3 separate regions of the Sus scrofa genome follow, and regions 1 and 2 are each linked to region 3. A link is a contact called in public promoter capture Hi-C data. All regions are on one chromosome and are shown on one strand. Each heading gives the region's core, a stretch centred on a gene start, on an enhancer-like site or on the middle of the called end of the contact. The rest is flanking DNA. Distances are from core to core; before and after follow the strand shown.

Region 1 (4,184 bases), core at 1,057-3,556, 540 kb before region 3:
TCCCAAAAGGCCGGGGTGGGTGGGATGTAGCGGGGGTTGGGCGGTGGATTGTCTTACCACATATGAAGGCCAATTATAAAGAGGTAATAATGAGACAGTGGTTGTAGCTATTGCAAAAAATCATACCAATACAACATAACAGAAAGCCCCCAAATAGACCCATGTGTATCTAGACACTTGATCTGTGACAAAACTGGCATTGCACGCATCTCAATGGAGAAAGGATGGGTTATTTTCTAAAAACAGCACTGAGGCATTGGGGCATCTATAGAAGAAGAACTATAAGTGGCCAAAAATTATAAGATACGCAACGTCTCAGTAATCAGGCAATAAGAAGACATATGCCATCAGCTGGTAAAATTAATACACTCAGTAATGTCTGTGGAACCACCTAATCGCTCATCCACTGCATAGAGTTGTAGTTCGTTTTCATGAAAGTTATAACAGGCATATATATAGTCTAGGGATACATACCTATTTGCTAAAATTAGAAAATAAAGCAGGGTTTCCATCATGGCTCAGGGGTTAATGAATCCGACTAGGAACCATGAGTTTGCGGGTTCGATCCCTGGCCTCGCTCAGTAGGTTAAGGAGCTGGCGTTGCCGTGAGCTGTAGTGTAGGTTGCAGATGTAGCTCTGATCCCAAGTTGCTGTGGCTGTGGTGTAGGCCGGCAGCTACAGCTCTGATTAGACCCCTAGCCTGGGAACCTCCATATGTCTGGGGAGTGGCCCTAGAAAAGGCAAAAGACAAAAAAAAAAAAAAAAAAAAAAAAAGAAAGAAAGAAAAAGAAAAGAAAGCAAGCGAATGATTATTAGCACAACATTCAAGATTGTGATTACCTTGGGGCAGGAGGGAATTGGGAACAGGGACGAATAGCAAGGGGGATTTCAAGACTCACAGGGCTAAGATTTTTCCTTCTTAAGCTGCGGGGCATATATAGATATAGATATCTGAACAAATAAAAGATTTGAAGAATTTAAATAATACATGTGCTGTATGGCTGGGATTCAACACATGATGGGAAACAAGTGAATTCAAAAAGGGTGTTCCCCCCCAAAAAAAAGGCAGAACCATGTTTAGTATATTTTCATTAATTTTAATTTTAATTTTTTATTTTTATTTTAATTTTTTTTGCTTTTTAGGGCTGCACTCGAGGCATATGGAGGTTCCCAGGCTAGGGGTTAGATTGGAGCTACAGCTGTCAGCCAACGCCACGGCCACAACCACACACGATCCCGGCCTCGTCTGCGACATACACCACAGCTCACGGCAATGCCAGATTCTTAACTCACTGAGCAAGGCCAGGGATCAAACCCACAACCTCAAGATTCCTAGTCAGATTTGTTTCTGCTGTGCCACGACGGGAACTCCTCATTTGATATTTTAAAAAGGTAATTTAATATAGGCGTTTATGATTGGTTTGTGTGTCATAAACTATCCCTAGCAATAACCACAAGAAACTAGTAGTAGTGATTGTCTCTGAGCAGGGAGTGCAGAATAGGGCAGCGGGGAGAGTTATTTTTCACTGTGCACCATTTAGATAACTTGAATTTTCCCTTATGCATCTGCTATTTAACAGAAGCCTCTTGAGAGAGACCAGTGGGTGTCTGCAGGCTTGGAATGGCTAAATCAGGTGCAGACCCCCAGAGCACTGAGACACCCTCCTTGCCAAGCTCTTGGGTGATGAGCCACTGCTACCGGGCTTTTGTCAGGATTTCTAAAATAGGTACATTGCAGGACTTAGAGGTGAAGGGCAAGGATGCCTTTTAACACTTCCATTAAAACAGCTCGGGGACTGGGGAGGAGACCCAGATTTGGGAGAGGGTTCTTTGATTGCAAAGCAGTGGCAGGGAAACCTCCACCCCATCCCCAACACCCTCCTCCTCCCAGGACATTCCAGCCCTGTAGACCTGTGCTCTGATCTTTGCTTCGGAAAATGGTCCACCTTCTGATGTGACCGATTAGAAGAACCAAGGACAGGGGCTGAGAACCAGCGCGGCATAAAGGGGTCTTTGCTTCTCTGCCTCCAGGCGAGGGGTCCTATAATCTCTGCTTTAGGAAAGATAACCCCTTCCCCATAGCCTTCATCCCATCCCCCTCCAATTTTCGCTTGGCCAACGTTCCAGAATAATGCAGTGGGCCGGGAATGGGGCTGGGCAGTGCAGACTGCAGCGCCCCTCTCCGGGGTCCACCCCATGGCCGGAGACTCTTCCTCCAGAACCCGCTTTCTGAACAGCGAAAACTACAACTCCCAGCAGTCCCGTTCGGCGCCCGGCGCGCAGCCGCAGAGCAGAGGCTGCCGGGAGCGTGTGGCCCGGAGGTGGGGCGAGCGCGCCGGGCGGAAGTCGGCCGCCCGCTTGGTCCGGCACTTTCCGCAGCGAGGCCCCGCTGTCCGCGGGCCCCGGAGCCGCCCGCACCGGGTAAGTGGCCACCTGTCCGCGGCCGCCTGCGCTCGCCGCCCCCTCCGACCGCGCCCCGGACCCCGCAAGCTCCCTCCCCATCTGACGGAGCGGGGCCCCTGCCCCTGCGTCGCTGACGGGGGTGGGACGACTCTCTGACTAGGAGAAACTGTCCCCTTCTCCCGACCGATGGCGGACCGCCCCCCACCCCCCGCGATTTGCAGGACACCTCTCCGCTCGGGTTTGGGACTCCTAACTCTCTCTGACTAGCGCGGGACACCACCCCTCTGACTGCAGGACTCCAAACACCCTCTGACTTGCCGACACCTTCCCGCCCTGACCAGGGTGGGACATCATTCCCTCTGACCCTGACGAACACAGTCCCTGAGGACAACCTTTTCCTGCCCCGGCGATGTCGCTGCCCGCCCTCTGACCTATGCAGGGCCTCTCCTGACCGTTAGGGAGCCTGACTGGCACTTTGTCACACCTGCAGCGAGCCTTCCTCTCCCCCTCAGCACAGCTCACTGTCCTTCCTTGGCGCCCAGACGTCCCCGCTGCCCCGTCCCTTCCTCGCCTCGCCCCCCTCCCCTCCCCCCACTTGGTCTGGACGGGCACCATCCCTGGGATGGGCGCCTCCTTGCCTGTCCTTGTTGCTTGCTGCCTTTCTCTTGCCCTCCGCGTCCCTAGGCTTGACAGGCACTGAAACCTGCACTCCCCCTTCTGTCTGCCAGATACATCTTTTCCCAGGCATCCTGGTGTCTCCCAGGGGACCGTGTGTCTTAGCACTCCAGCCCCATTTCTCATGTCCGTCTCGGGGTATGTGCTTGACATCTTTTCCTGCCACATTCTCAACAAATCATAGGTTTGGGAGCACACGTCTGCTGATGTTGACCCAATCTTGCTGGCTCTTCAGTGTAAGGACCAAAACGTGACAAAAGCCTCGGGTCCCGAGGGTCTGTGAAAAGGCAGCGAGTGCTGCAGTCCTTCGGGAGCTGTGGGGTCTCTGCGGCCTCTCCTTCCTCTCCTTTGAGGAGCTGGGCTGGGCTGCAGGCTCTCCTCCAGCCCCCAGCCCCACCTCTGAGTGGAGCAGCCCTGCCTGAGCCTGTGGGCACGAGGGGGCTCCTCCCACAGCAGCCCACAGCCTCAATGAGCCCTCTATCCAGCTGAGAGGCACGCTGAGCGGCCAGCTCCACCCTCTGCCCTCGGTAGGGGTGTCCACCCAGAGAGTCTTCAGTTTGTTCCGGCACTGTCACGAGGACACTGCTGTGGTCTGGGGACAGGGTTCTCAGTCTCCTCACTCTTTCCCTTGTCCAAGTTAACCTGCTCACAGCAGGCACCGTGACGTTACAGGGTGCAAGTGTATCCGTTCCGTTTTGTGCTGCCCTGTGAGCCCTCGATTGAGGTGTAGCTCTCATTTGATACCTCCTGTTAACTGAAAGGTTCCTTTCTTTCCCCTAAAGATGGACCCCAAATGTAGTTCATACCTCATCTTCATAGCTCACAGCAGTGTGGGTGTGTGGGTTTAAGCTGTTGGCACTTGAGGAATTGTTTGCCTGCCAGTCTCACCCTACCCTGTGCGTGTGCCAGGCATCGTGTGCACAGGGGCAGCGAGGAGGGGCCCGGGGTGCAGGCGGAGGGGCCGTGTCCACCCCACCCCCTGAATGTGGCCTTTGAGGTGAGCAGTTGCAGGCTCCCACAGACACTCGCCTCTTTGATCTGAGTCTCAGGACTTCTCGGGCAGCGACTTGGCAACTGTGTAGGGTAGGTGGATAAATGCTCTAGTG
Region 2 (4,591 bases), core at 1,706-4,205, 520 kb before region 3:
TTTTTTTTTTTTGTCTTTTTGCCATTTCTTGGGCCACTCCCGCGACATACGGAAGTTCCCAGGCTAAGAGTCGAATCGGAGCTGTAGCTGCCAGCCTACACCAGAGCCACAGCAACGTGGGATCTGAGCCGCGTCTGCGACCCACACCACAGCTCACAGCAGTGCTAGATCATCAACCCACTGAGCAAGGGCAGGGATCGAACCCGCAACCTCATGGTTCCTAGTCGGATTCGTTAACCACTGCGCCACGACGGGAACTCCATGGACCACATTTTACGGTGGGTAACTGAGACTGCAGAGAGTGAAGCGTGGATAAGGAGCGACTGTCGTCCAAAACCGGGGGGGACCCCGGTGTCCAGCGGTGAATAAATGCAGACTCAGGTGGAGGTCTGTCCACACAGTGGGCTACTTCGCAGCGGGAAAAGGACCAGTTACTGAGAGTCTCAGGGACATGAGCGAACCTCAAAAAGCATGTGCTCGGTTAAAGGTTACATATCGTGTTTCCATTTATATGAAATTCCAGAGCTCCCAGAGCTGCGGTGACAGCAGGTTGCCAGGGTTGGGGCTGGCAGAGGGGATTGCCTGCAAAGGGTGCGAGAGAACATTGGGGATGACAAGAATGTTCTCTATGGTGTGGTTGTCATGGTTGCCCTCTTAGGCATTTGTCAAAACCCATCAACTGGTGCATTTTATTGTGTATACATTATTCTATCTCAAGATAGTTTTTTTAAAAAGAAAGAAAAGGAGCTCCCTTGGTGGGACAGTAGGTTAAGCATCCAGCCTTGTCCCTCCTGTGACACAGGTTTGATCCCTGGCCCCAGAACTTCCGCATGCTGCCAACAGAAAATTAAAAAAGAAATGAAAAGGGGGGAGTTCCCGTTGTGGCTCAGCAGTAACAAACCTGACTAGCATCAGTGAGGATGCGAGTTCGATCCCTGGCCTCGCTCAGTGGGTTAAGGATCCGATGTTGCCATGAGCTGTGATGTATGTAGGTCGCAGACGTGGCTTGGATCCTGAGTGGCTGTGGCTGTGGCTGTGGCTGGCAGCTGTAGCTCCGATTCAATCCCTAGCCTGGGAACCTCCATAGGCCAAGGATGCTTGTCTACAAAGAAAAAAAAAGGGGGGGGGGAAGAAATAAGAAAGAAAAGTGGGGATTGGAATCCCAACTCTCGCCTCCCCAGCTGTTAGCTGAGCGTGTCCCCCCGCCTCTGCTTTCTGATCCTTAAAGAGGGGACTGTTGAGTGTGTCCCTTCCTGTCACAGGCGCAGCAGGTGGCCCCCCATGTTTGCTGAGGGAAATGGAGAGAAGGCGTGAAAGAATATCCTGCAGACCCCATGAGGGCTCTGGTCTCTGTCCGCCCCCAGGGAGCTTCCTGCACATCTGGGCTGTGACTTCCTGCTAATAGCAGTGGCGTCCACTCTGTCGCCACCGGCCGACTCTGATTCGAGGCCTTCACGGTCGGTGTCCTTGTCGGAGTCTCTCCTCGCCTCTCTGGAGGCGTGGTCTCAACGCCTGTTCCGGGTCCCTGAATGGGCCTAAGGCTGGGAGGCCCCAGAGCCGGGCACAGCCCCTGTGCTTTTGTTCCAGGTCGGGACCTCCGTACCCAGCAGGACACTCGGCAACTTGCGTTTTTCGGCATTGCCACCAGCACCTCCCAAAGGGCTTCCCCTGCACTCCGGAGCTTGATGGCCCCTTTCTGGGGCAGGAACCAGTGGAGGCTAGGAGACGTGACAGTGCTGGCATGTCTGTCCCCAGCACCGAGGCTCCTGAAGCTGGGCGGGGTGTCAGGACTCCCCAGGCTCTCCTGCCGCTTCTGTTTCTGCTGCTCCCCACCCCCGCCACGGATCTTCAGCTTCTCTGGCGGGGACGAGGTGGGCTCCTCTCCTCTTGGGCACTCATTGAATGGTTGGCCTGGTGGCTGGGCAAACTGCCTCCGCAGTGGTTCTCAATCCTGGCTGCATGTTGGAGCCACCCGCGGGCTTTAACGGCAGTGCCCTCCCACCCCAAGGACTGAGGCATCACAGGTCTGGGCGTCAGGAGTTTGTGAAACGCCTGGGTGATCCCCACATGCAGGCCAGGTCCACGGGCATTGGGACATCCAAGGGGGTCACCCTCGTCCCAAGCCTTGGGGTGCAGGTGACAGCAAGAGGGTGTTGATGGCCTCACTTAGCCTTGCAGCCTGGGCTTGGCCTCAATTTCAGGCCAGCTGGTCTCAGGGGCTCACGCCATGGCATCAGGACCTCGGGTCCTCCATCTGTCAGCCTGCCCTCGCCCATCCTCAGCTGGGATGTCCTCAGCAGGGTCTGGGCCACCACAGGCATCAGGAGCTCCAGGCCACCTGCTCCCAACAGGGTCCTGCTCCAGGAGTCTGAAGCTGACCCCCGGCCGGCTGGGATCGCGACGCCTCCCTGACACCATCCGCTCCGACCCACAGGGCCCAGGTCCGGCCCAGGAGAGCTGCCCAAGCTGGGGTGAGACGAGGGTGCGTGCCCAGAGAGCCACGGCACTGGCTCTCTGGAAAGGAAAGGGCGTGGGGGCGAGGCGACAGGACAACTCACCTCCCTCCAGAGGTTCCGCCCGCCCCACCGGAGTGAGCCAGTTGGGTCAGGCGTGTCAAGTGCTCAGAGCAGGGGGGACAGTACTCGAGCAGCCCCGAGGCAGTGTCCCCACTGCTGGCTTTGCCTGAGACCCAGGAAGTGGCTCAGAGCGGTGGCCCCGCCCCAGCGCCCGCCCCTGGCGCCCCTCCAGCCCGGGAGGAAGACGGTTGAAATACAAATGTGGCTGGCAGCCACCCTGCTCCGGCTGCAGAATCAGCCCGGCTGCAGAATCAGCCCGGATGCAGACTTAGGCCCTGGGAGGCAGCCACCCCCACCTTCTCCCCCTCCCCACCCCTCGCTCAGGGCTGAGGGGGCGGCCAGGGAGCCTTGGCAGCAGCCAACCCCAGAAGAGAGCAGTGTCAGGTGGTTTTCTAGAAATTGAAACTAAACTGAGCTCTCTGAAGCCTTTCCTAGGACCAGCCCAACCAAGCTCAGTCCTGGGAGGGTTTTCCAGGTTGATGGTCGGTCTGCAGAGGGATCCTGCGAAGCCATCAGTAGTTGCCCCGGGGAGGTAAGCTCGTGCCTCTTGCTCTCAGGTGGGTGTCCCTCTCCGTCCCTGTTCATGCCCAGCTGGGGATCTGGTGCTCCTCCTGAACCCAGGCACCATCACTGCTGCTCCCATGTCCAAAAGGATTTCTGTGTACAGTTTGGGCAGGCGGTTCGCTGCACAAGGACACCACCCAAAGGGGCGGGCAGGCTCAGAATTCAGGCCGGGTGCTCTCTCAGATTTGCGCGCTCCAGCCCAGGCTAAACCTGTCCAAAGGAAGAGCACAAGGGCACCAATGGGGGCCAGGGTCCCACTTCCCAAACAAGTTAGGCAAAAATGGGTGGCCATGGCCACCCGAAAGGCTGTGGTAACATTTGCATGCCGTATGCCAAGTGCCTGAATGGCTCCATTTCTCAGGGTCAGGCTAGTCCCCTGTGAGCAGTCTTGGCCCAGGGATGCTGGGAGCCCCTGTGCTGGGAGCCCCTGGGAGTCTGGTTCATGCAGGCCCAGGGCGCCACCTCAGGGTCACCAGGCCCTGGCTTGACGGGCACCCACAACAGCAAGCGGTCTCACCCCTGCTTGCTGGACCCTGGGGTGGTGTGGGGGTCCCAGGGTTCTTACTGAACCAGAGTGGTAGTGACACCCCGGCCCACCCCTGTGTGCAGCCACTGGGGGAGGAAGGCAGGTGAAGGGCAGCATGGGGGACCCGGAAAAGCAAAGCAGCGAGAGTTACATGGAGGCAGGAAGTCCAAGCAGGGCTGCCTGTGTGGCCCTGGTGGTCTCTAACCTCTCTGAGCCTCTGCTGCTTGGGGACACTGCCTTCAGAGGTGGCTGTGCCAGGACCACACTGAGCGGGCCCAGCCTGTCTGCTCATCTTGCTCCCTCCCCTCAGCCTCCCCCTCGAACCTCAGCCCTGTCCCCTTTCCTCCAGACCCCCAGGCCAGCATCTCTCACGGCTGCCCGGCCCTCCACTCCCACCCCGTTTCTGTGGCCTTCTCCTCCTGCATCCCTCTGCCTGCCCCGCCCCCTCCCTTCCACAGCTCATGGGGCCCAGAAGCCCCAGAATGTTCTTTGCTGCAGATCTCAGGGCACTCCTGTAAAGGTCCATGGCCTGAAGTTAGAGCCCCACCCTGCAGAGGGCTCCCCGGACCCTCCCAATCTGGGCCCCGCACGCCTGGCCTCCACCCCCTTGCCCCCGACGACCATGGCCAGGGCCTGGCTTTCACTACCCGAGAGCCTCCCTCTTCGTCTGGGCGAGTCCTCAAGAGACCACCCCTCAGACAAAGTGAGGGGTCCCCCAGCCTGCCCGCCACCCTCCAACAGGAGGGTCTGAGGCCACCCGGCTCCGCCGTCTCACTCAGCCACCTCCTTCTGCTGCAGGACCAGGTGCTGCCAGGCAAGGCCATGGCCCCTCTATGGCTCCTATGGATGTGGCTGCTGGTCACAGGGACCCAAGGTGAGCTGAGCCCCAGGAAACGTCGCAGTCTGTGAAGCTGCTGCCCCAGCT
Region 3 (4,284 bases), core at 652-3,151:
GGCCTCTGCTCTCCGCCCCCCACTTCCCAGCAGAAGGGCTGGAGCCAGACACTGAGATAAGGGGCTTGTTTTCTAAGGGCCCGGAATTCGGTGGAGATTGCGGGTCAGGGCCAGAGGGCTCTCGGGTGGGGGAGGGCACAGCGAGCCCTTCCTCTGGATGGGAGCCTTCGGGTCCCAGACGCCATGGGGACTCACCATTTCCGTCCTCTGGGAATGGTCCCACAGGCACAGGGGAGAGGTGGAAAGTTCCAGGGAGGTGGCCCTGACCCCGGGTGTAGCTGTTGGGCTCCATCACCAGCCCCTGCTGCCTTCTTCAGCCAGGCTGGGCCTCTTGCAGGACCTCAAACAGTCCAGCTGCCAACTACCCCAAGCCTTTCCCCATGCAGTTCCCTCTGCCCTTGTCTGATTAACACCTTGCTCTGCCTTCAAAGCTCAGCCCAATCACTGCTTCCTCCAGGAAGCCTACCCTGATGCCTTGACGAGGCCACAGGCAGCTTCTCCCAGCACTAGCAGACAGCATCCTGTCCCCACCCCAAGGGTCTGACCGCCACGAGCAGGCCGCTCTTGCTCTCATTTATCTGCAGACCCGACCTGGAGCAGGCACACAGCTGAGCTCCGATGAAGGTCAATGTCAGGTGAAGGCTGAGAGTCCTCTTTGCTGAGGGGTGCCCTGATCAGAGCTGCGGGTGCCTCTTTGGTGACTGTAGCCCCTCCGGACTGACCTCCTCCAGTGGGGAAGAGACATCTGTGGCCTACACTCGGGAAGGGGAGCTGCCGAACTGGGCTGGGCACTCCCTGAGTGAGGGTAGGTCACCCTGCAGGAGGCCCAGCCTTGGCTGAGTCAGGGTGCACCCCACAGCAGCACCAAGCCTGGGGACCCCGGGATGTGACCAGAAACCATGATAAAGCAGCAGCAGTAAGAGGGCAAACATTCATACGGAGCACTTACTACCAGGCAGGCACCACGCTCAGCACAAAGCACCTTGCCACCAAATCCTCAAAACAGCTCCTTTTGCATGTAAGGAGACTGAGGCACAGAGAGGTCAACTGGCTTGTCAAAGCCACACCCTGGTAAGTAGGCAATTAAGTCAGTCGGGCGTGACTACTACCCTGCAGGGGCCCTCGGCAGTCCACCCCTCCAGGGCCAGGGGTGTGGAGGAGGGGGCTCTCCGTGCACCCCTCTAATTACACCTCCATGTGCTGCACCATCTTTGCATCCCTCTGCTGGCACCCAGACAAAGCCTGATCACCAGTAGGTCATCAACTGAAAAAAGCAGATGATGGGAAGCTGCCTTTTTTTTTTTTTTTCCTTTTCAGGGCTGCACCTGCCGCGTATGTAAGTTCATGGGCTAGGGGTCAAATCAGAGCTGTAACTGCCCGCAGCTGTGTCTGCGATCTATGTGGCAACACCAGGGATCGAACCTGCATCCTCGTGGATACTAGTCAGGGTCTTAACCTGCTGAGCCAGGACAGAAACTCCTAAGGGAAGCTACTTTTCGTGGGCAAAGGTAACACAGTGCTTCAGAGCTGGACTCTCCTGGTCAAGCGACCTTAGGGCCGTTCACTGGCTCTGTGCGTCTCAGTTTCCCCCCGTGCAAAACGAGGTGGTAACAGTACTTGCCCTCGAAGGGCTGCTGGGAGGCTTACCTACGCCCACACTTACAAAGTGCCCGGGACGCTGCGGGCCGACGGGAAGAGGCACACGAGCGTCTGCTCTGTAACCACTTGCCTGGTCTCCGTCTCCTCCTGGGTAAGCGGGGTGAACCCTTCCTCTCCCGCATTCCGCGCCCGCTCGCAGCCCGCCGCGACGACGGCTGAACTACAACTCCCAGCATGCCGCGGGGCCCTGACGGCCGAACTACAACTCCCTGCACGCCGAGCCCCATCCCCACCCCGGCCCTGGTCAGCCGCGGCCGAAGTCCGGGAAGCCCTGCCCCGCCGCTCCGGGCCGCTCCCGCCGGGAAGAGTCGGGGCAGGGGGCCGGCGCGGCCCCCGCCATGCTCTCCAGCCTGTCCCGGGCCGCGGCCCGGCGGCACTGGGCCCTCTGGGCGCGGGGGTCTGGGAGCCTGGCCGGGGTCCCGACGCACGTGGTGGACCTGCGCAGCGACACGGTTACCCAGCCCGGGCCGGCCATGAGGCGCGCCATGGCAGAGGCCGTCGTGGGGGACGACGACTATGGCGAGGACCCCACCGTGCGCGGTGAGCCCGGCGTGCAGGCCGGGGTCCTCGCGGCGACCCCAGCGCGCTGTCCGAGGTGCTGGCAGGAGAGGTGGCCTGGGACCCAGGGGTGGCGGCCCGGCTGCTGGCTGGGCATTGCGCTTGGCACCTTTGCAACTCAGTCTGACCTGTCACTCGAGAGCCTGCTAGAAATACAGATTCTCGGGTCCCACAGCGGACCTGCTGAGCCAGAATCTGCAACTTAAGAGGACGGCCGGTGACTCGTGGGCTCACGACCCGGTGGGGCCCCACTGCCCATGAGCTGGATGTTAGCTCATCTTGCAGAGGAGGGCTCTGAGAAGCCAAGCCAAGGGCTCGAGGTCCCATACCTAGAAAATGGCAAAGCAGGATGTGAAGCCAGATCGTCTCACTCTAGAACCCACCACTTGCCCACATGAAAACAAACAGAAAATCTGTCTAGAAAAGGGGTTCTCCACAGGCTGCACCTCCCGAGGAGTGGGTTCTAAAAACCCCACCAGTGTTTTCAAGGTGACCGGTGCCCCCACCCTGGGTTGAGAATTGCTGCCAGGGTGAGCCAATGCTATGGCTGGGCTGCATACAACGGTAGCCGTGCCAGGGCCAAGCCACAGGGTCACCACCTGAGCCCTGAGGGAATGGCTATGCGTCCGGTGGTGATGGCGCTGATCATGCATCCAGCAGACACCCACTGTCGCCTGGAGCCTCAAAGATGCTGGGCCACTGCTCAGCAGGCAGCCTGCTGCATAGACAGTTACCCCCCTGGGATGAAGGAGGTGCTGGGGTGAGCAGGCGTCCGCAGAGCGTGTCTTGGGGACTGGGGGTGGGTGAGGGAGGCACAGGACTTACAGGAAAGGGCGACTCTGTGAAGGAACCGCTTAAAAGAAGAGTGACGTGCTCCACCCCGAACCCCGGCCCCGCGCAGGGAAGGGAATGCTGGGGAACGAGAGGCACAGTGCTGAGGAGTAGGCTCAGGATCTGGACAGGGTGCGGCTGGAGCGGGGGGGGAGGGGGGCCACCGCTGTGCCGGGAGGGGGAGGCAGAGGCCAGATCCCACCAGCTTTGAATGTCATGGTTCGGACTTGATGCCGCAGGCAGAGGGGAGCCACAGTGCGCTTTAAAGCAGAAGCAGGAAGCCCCACCCCTTCCAGCCCCCCTCAAGTCCCCCAGAGTCTCCCCTTCTGAGGGCTCCTGTCCTCTGTTCTGGGAGAGGAAGTCAGCAAGGAAACCGCAGGGCCCCACCTGCAAGGGACTGATGGGAAAGGAAGTGAGACAGGTGTGAGGTCTGGGTGGGACGGGGGTTCAAACCACAGAGTTTCAATGTGGGGGGAGAAGCTGGCCCAGAAAGAGGCAGGGCGCAGAGGGTTGACTGAGGGGCCCCTGGACCCTGTGAGGTCACCAAGACCACAGACTGCAGCTGGCCGACCGGAGCTGGCGTCTTGCTCGGCCACTCACCGCAGCCTTGGGCAGGGCGCCCTCATCCGGACAAGGGGCTCATGGGGTCGGCAAGGAGAGAGTCCGGAGAAGGGCCATTTTTTGATGGGCTCCCGCCCCCATCCCCCCCCCCCAGAGCTGCAGGCCACGGCTGCGGAGCTGCTCGGGGTGGAGCGGACCCTGTTTGTGCCCACAAACACCATGGCCAACCTCATCTCTGGTGAGCATGGGGCGACTTCCAATCACCCTCCAGGCCCTGCCTCCACGCTTGTCCCTTTTGTGCTGGGGACCATGACACCAGTGGAGCCTGAGCCCTTGGGAACCTGTAGACACACCCTCCTCTCAACCCTTCCTGCCTGGGGGTCCTGCACTGAACCTTGTGACTTTGCATGCTGCCACACCTTTATCAAATTGTCCCTTCATCAAACACTGGTTTCCCAGTGTGCGTGTGTCCTCTGTTTCCTGCTAGGGCCTGGTTGATGCCCGTGGCCTGGGCTCATTGTCCCCTAAGGGCATAGGGGCACAGGATGTGCAGGGCCCAATGATCCACAGACTTGGGGGCTTAGTGGGATGGTTTTCCAGCACATGGCAGGAAGCTGTCTTGACGGCCCACTGTTTCCTAACTGGCATAAAGCCCTGGGGGTCAGCCCCGCTGAG

Evidence for each region. Promoter capture Hi-C pulls out the DNA fragments that hold promoters and counts their contacts.
Region 1: a promoter capture Hi-C map of liver shows a contact between it and region 3, with 4 times the contacts expected there. The contact joins the promoter of CANT1 here to the promoter of LOC110255953 in region 3. A contact is called at or near these places in 1 of 5 promoter capture datasets (liver) and 1 of 2 datasets of contacts at active chromatin or transcription factors (alveolar macrophages).
Region 2: a contact with region 3 is called in a promoter capture Hi-C map of liver, with 3 times the contacts expected there. The contact joins the promoter of LGALS3BP here to the promoter of LOC110255953 in region 3. A contact is called at or near these places in 1 of 5 promoter capture datasets (liver) and 2 of 47 Hi-C or Micro-C datasets (embryonic fibroblasts and subcutaneous adipose tissue).

Annotation. Positions count from the first base shown.
Region 1 is chr12:3,186,316-3,190,499 of Sscrofa11.1, forward strand. CANT1 (soluble calcium-activated nucleotidase 1) reads left to right here and starts at 2,307. Exons shown (of 5, transcript XM_021066517.1): 1 at 2,307-2,421.
Region 2 is chr12:3,209,480-3,214,070 of Sscrofa11.1, forward strand. It overlaps LGALS3BP (galectin-3-binding protein), which reads left to right and starts at 2,956. Exons shown (of 7, transcript XM_021066516.1): 1 at 2,956-3,108; 2 at 4,465-4,540. The coding sequence starts at 4,489.
Region 3 is chr12:3,726,841-3,731,124 of Sscrofa11.1, forward strand. LOC110255953 (probable low-specificity L-threonine aldolase 2) reads left to right here and starts at 1,902. Exons shown (of 7, transcript XM_021066526.1): 1 at 1,902-2,199; 2 at 3,764-3,847. The coding sequence starts at 1,998.